2 separate regions of the Dromaius novaehollandiae genome follow, and region 2 is linked to region 1. Evidence: chromatin contacts called from public Hi-C data. All regions are on one chromosome and are shown on one strand. Each heading gives the region's core, a stretch centred on a gene start, on an enhancer-like site or on the middle of the called end of the contact. The rest is flanking DNA. Distances are from core to core; before and after follow the strand shown. Region 1 overlaps TBC1D5 (TBC1 domain family member 5). Region 2 holds the start of DAZL (deleted in azoospermia like).

Region 1 (2,769 bases), core at 86-2,585:
CATTATACCTCATTAAAAGAAGATTAAAGTAGCATGTTCCTAATGTAATCTCTGACTATGTAAACATAAACCAGAGGGTCCTAAAGCCTATACAAAACAGGCTGAAAAAATGCAAATATGAAAATGGAATAAATGCCTCTAAGGAACACCGAACAAAAAGCTAAGGACTCCTGAGGTAAGTCACCAGCACACAATACCACATAGGATGTCTTAAACAATGTATTATGCACACAAAAATAGTTCACAGCAACAATTCCCAGTATTTGGTGCGCTAAAAATATATATCCTTCTGAGACAGAAAGGAGCAGCATCACTCCATGTGCTGGCTTCTAGCTGGCTCACTACTTGCCTATTGCTAAAGGTTGCTGGGGCTCTGCCTGACCCCAGGGTTACAAAGGCTGCATCAAAACCATTTGGAAAACGCACAACAGATGTGGTAGTGGGAAAAGAACTGAACTGGTGGTACTGCTGGCAGGGCAGGGGTGGGGTAGGCCGGCTCTTGGAAACAAGGAAGGTTTAAATTTAATGTGATCTATAATGAGGATAAAGTAAAAGATGTTGACAAGGGGGGGGGGGAAGAATTAGAAAAAAGAAAAAACAGCTGTAGGTCTTACTAGGTTCACATTAAGTTGCAGGGGCCTCTGGAGGCCTCTGCTAAAATCTAGGTCATCTGAGTCAGACAAAGACACGGACAAAAACACACCAAACTGAGGCTGACCCCCAGTTCAGCCCTTCCAGGGGAAAAGAACAGCTTTCACAGCTGAAGGACAGTGAAGGACAAGATACCAAAAGGAACAAGTCAGGCACAGGCTGTAATTCAAGACCACTCAGATCTGCTGATCTGTTACTCTGTATTTGCCATAGTCAGGATGCAGAGTGTTAAAGTTTGCAAAAAAAATGGTACGATTTTTATAAAACTTTTAAACTTCAGACAAATTACAGTTTCTCCTTTTTTCCCTACACTGAAACTGGAAGGAAGGCTTGCATCACAGGTATGCTTTTATTTATTTAAACCAACTCATCGCGCAAATACACGTGCGTTAGTATTGCAGACTGAGGCACCTTAGCTCCTCTTTAGTTAAGAGCATAAAAGCAGATGCTCAGCCCAAAATACCTGCCTCGAATGCAACCGCGGGGAAGCTCTGCAACTAAAAGCGACACTCATGGTCAGAGGGCCACACGTGACAAAGTGTGAAGTTGAGCACAAACTACACGGAGAACACAGGTTTTTAACAAAGACGGATGCTGGCAGACAAGGAAGGCAATGGGGGAGTCTCAGCCACACTCCTCAGAGCCAGGGAGGGAAGAAGTGAAGCTGCTTTTTTTGTTTTCTACACAACAGTGCCGCTCGGTGGATGGACAATGGCAGTGAGCTGGAGATGGAAACCCCCCATGAGAGACACTGGGTGGCCGATGCCGCTGGCTCCGAAATGCTCCCCGCTGCCACAGCAGCCGTACCTGGTTGGGCTGGGGGATGTGGCGCAGGGCCAGGCACCTGAGCATCGCTGCCCGTAACTACATCTCCTGGTGAACAAATAAACACATTAGAAGGTTTTTCCAACAAACAGAAATCATTGAAGTAAAGACCTGTAACTTCTACTTTTGCTGCAAGATGCCGATTCCAACACAGGGGATCTTGTGAGACAGCTGTGTAAGATTAGGCAGAAACGAACGGGAAGTTTTAAGGATCACCGTATTATATGCCATATCCACAGAGAAAAAAGTAGTGCTTTTCGGAGGCTGATTTATATAAAAGTCTGAGCTAAAACAAACAATCAAAAACATTTTGCTCCTGGTACTTCACCCTGACAGAACCATTCTGATTTAGGAGTATCATATTCTACTTACTCTTGGTAACATTTCATAATTAGCTAAGACTATGCATAGTTATATTTAAAAAAAAGGAAAAAAAATATCTTGGTCAGTATTTTATGTTATTCATTATTACTTATTGCTGCTATCAGTATGGACAACTTCTTTTTTCCTTCAGAAGAAGCTTACTTGTTTTCTAGACAGACAGTTCATAAATAATTCTCAATATGGAATGCATTTTTTAGGGCATATTCGGTGACTGAAAATTCAATTTGTGTTACAACAAATACCTCAGAAATATCTACTGATAACAGCAGACGGTAGTCTGGATACTCCCTAAGCAGCTGACGACAGCTTTGGCAGAACTTCTTTTTGAAACTGGTCCTCTAACATGTCCTTGTGATAAAGTGGCATTCAAATCAAATGAAAGGATCTAGAAGGAAAACTGTATCTTGTATTATTGTTTGAATAATACAGAAATGGGGTAGAGTCAACATCACAGCGAAGAAACGAAGGAGGAAAGTTTTTTTTTCTAGCAACACATTGCCTGTTGGTAAGCAAACAATATGCAGTTCCTGAGCACTCAAGAAACCTATGGACTGCAAAGGGCAACAATTTTGCTTTTTTTGGTCTTTCAAAACAACGGGCTCAACTTACAGTCCAGTGAACTCAAGGTTTGAATTTAACCTTCGTGTCAGTGAATTCTTTCACTGTGTAGGATCGAGAGACTATTTTAATCCCTTTTGTATTTGCAGACTACCTTGCATAAGTAATCAGTAATGATACCCAATCTCCTTCTGTGCTTAGGACAGGCTAAATAGGATTATACATATATTATATTATATTATACATTATTAGGAGAAGCTGATTTCTAATTAGGTGTCCAGATACTTCGTTCAACTATGATTTGTAATGGTGAAGACTGATCTGGAATTACAGGCTTGCAATTGAGTTTTT
Region 2 (2,769 bases), core at 199-2,698, 200 kb before region 1:
GTCCAGTTTTGGTGGCCATTTCTGACAGTTTGGTTTATAAGGAATTCTTCATTTTGTAAATGGAAATAGTTTTTAACTTAATTCAAAATGCCCCTGAATAAACACTTTAGTAAAGTAAGGGCATTTGGTAAAACAGAATGGGGCAATAATAAAAATCAGGGAATGAAGAGTCATGGAAGAAATCTCAGAACTGGTGAAAAAATCATTTGCTACCGCCATCAGCCTGCACAGCCTTTCTAGTTTAGTATCTGATACCCACGTCTTTATCAGTACTTAAGCATCTATGGGGCAGAATAAGCATAATGCCAGTACTATTATACTGACTTGCAGATTTAAGATGAGGTTTGGAAGTTTTATCAGTCCTTTTGTATGAAATCATCACTTTTATGGCCAGAAGGCTTTAGGAGACATGTATCTACAGCTTTCCACTCAAAAAAGTCCGACAATGTCCTTAACTAAAGAACTGCCAAGGCTAAAGTTAACTGACTTTTTTTGTTCGGTGGAGTTATCCTGTTTCTGTACAGGTTGGACAGATAAGTAGAGCGGGAAATAGAAGCTTTATTTTTTTCCTTGAGAAAGGATTGTTCACATCTCGCTAAAGGCCTGAAAATTGGTGGCTTAGTAACGTGCATCTTAAGTAGCTAAATGGCTGAAAACGTGTATCTTCTTCCTCACAATGCTCTGTGACAGATGATTCTAATAACATTTTTTACCTGTTGCTTGTAAATCTTATCCTCCAGAAGAAATGGTGATGATGCTAATGACAAAGAATCTCCAGCAGGGATGGTTTGTGATGTGTACACCTGCAGGTACAATACCAGAAGTTCATTTAACAGTGAAGACCCTTTTCCCACTTAAATGGTCAGGCAAAAGCAGATATTCAGAGGAGGACAAATGGTAAAATGACTGTCTCTCTAGCTCATCACAAACATAAACTTTGGCTATTTCAGATCTTAAGTTTAATATCACTGTCCTTTACAGTTTATAGTTCAGATCCTGCAAATGTTTACATTTTCATTCACTTTAGCAATGTTAATAATTTGATTACAGTTAGGCACCATATGCACGCGTGATGTAGCCGTGCCAGGTTCTGGACTTCCTTGACCTTGACTGACCCTGATAAATGATACTGAGTAAGTAATATCCTATAAATAGGATCATATGTTCCTCCAAGCTGGATCGTACTTCATGGTCCCTCTTCCTATGGTGACAAACAACACTGTCAGGACTTGTAGGCGATATATTGCCTTCAAGTCATGGACGGGAGATTAATGATTTATAGTATGTAATTATTAAGCACCTTAAGCAGATTTGTTCTTTGGGAGTGGTGAGGCACTCCCATGATACAAAACACAGCCCAAGGAAAGGAAAGTGAGTCTCTGTATCCTAGTAGTTAGCCCTCTCACCTCAGGGGTGTTTGGTCCCTTCCTTGCTGCCAAGACCGTCATTTAGTAACACTCATGAACAGATTACCACTCAACTGCAGTCACATTCCCACTTCTTTCTGGCCCAGTGTCTCTTGAATTCCCTTTTACAGTGCGTGTGGCACAGCCTCTGTGGGAAAATGCTCTCACCAAAAATACCCTGTGAGTTGGTGGCTGTCTATTGGTAGCAGGGACATGTATTTGAGTCCCCTCAGCAAAAAAAGGAGATAGAAATGAGGGCTCTCACACCCCAAGTGGTCCTGGCACTGAACAGCTGCAGAAGGAGGCATCACAGTTACAGCTCCCGGGGCGTCAGACCAGAGGAGCGAGCGGCCCCTCGGCGCCCTGGAGGAGGAGGTGGAAGTGCTGTGGGCCGCGCGCTGAGACACTCCTCCTCCGCAGTCTTGGGAAGGGCCCTGGAGCCGGGGAACTGGGCTGAAAGCGGACTCATCTCCGCAGTGTTTCCACTGCGTGACTCCGTGCATCAGCACATCAAAGGGGGGTATTTATACCATCTTATTTTAAGCATCTAAGATAGATGTCTTATCCCTGATAGAGTCAGCGGTCTCCAGAGGGCAATGCGGAGAACCTAAATAAAAAGCGTAGTGCTTCCATTTTTGACTGTATTAAGCACTCCAGTTGAAAGCCTGGGGTCAGGCACTGTGCTGTCTTAGGTGTCTCCCTGATCCGCGCGGCTCTTCTGACTCCCGATTCTCTGATTCCCCCTTTTGCCCATGCCCTGAATATAGAGCCCTGCCATCTGACTCAGGTATCTGAATTTCACTCAGAGGGCCAACTGCTCAAACTGTGGTGTTTAATTTTCCTTTATTCAATCTAACCGCAAAACATGAAGCTACTGCAAAATCCAACCGGATCTGGAGATAGACGATACACACACGCAACTCCTTATACTGTTCCCCCCACACAAGCTGGCCTCTGCGTGTCTTACAGCCACATTTTGGGGGCAAACAAGCGCACCAGACACCCGCGAATCGCCTCCGCCGCGGGCCGAGGCGCGAGGCGCCGGCCCCGCCCCTTCCCCCTGCCGCGGCGCGCGGGAACGGCCGTTGGGCCCCCGCCCGCCCCCGCGACCGCCGTTACCGCCTCCCGCCGCGGAGCCGCTGCCGGGCCGCCCGGGGCGGACGGCTGAGGTGCGCGGCGTGGGGCGCCTGGCGCCCCGCGGGGAGGGACGAGCAGGACTTGCCGCGCGCTTCAAGCGAGCCGCGTTGAGCCGCGGTGCGCCTGGCAAGCAGCAGTGCCGCTCTGAGCGGAGGGGGGACCCCTCAAAGCCCCCCAGGAAGGGGGTGAGGCCGGGCGCAGGACTTTGGGTTGTTTTGTGTGTTTC

Evidence for each region. Hi-C and Micro-C count contacts between places; a contact is called where the count stands out from the background.
Region 2: a contact with region 1 is called in a Hi-C map of liver, with 5 times the contacts expected there. The contact joins the promoter of DAZL here to the enhancer-like site in region 1. A contact is called at or near these places in 2 of 4 Hi-C or Micro-C datasets (brain and liver).

Annotation. Positions count from the first base shown.
Region 1 is chr2:35,669,932-35,672,700 of bDroNov1.hap1, reverse strand. All of the region lies in intron 17 of TBC1D5 (TBC1 domain family member 5), which reads right to left. Among named protein-coding and RNA genes, the nearest start is that of DAZL, 200 kb to the left of the region's middle. Within about 2 kb of position 1,335, at least 2 of the 2 cell types and tissues checked have open chromatin away from gene starts, as enhancers often do.
Region 2 is chr2:35,871,579-35,874,347 of bDroNov1.hap1, reverse strand. DAZL (deleted in azoospermia like) reads right to left here and starts at 1,448. Exons shown (of 12, transcript XM_064505457.1): 1 at 1,407-1,448; 2 at 714-803. The coding sequence starts at 1,448. The region is part of intron 1 of PLCL2 (phospholipase C like 2); the gene reads left to right.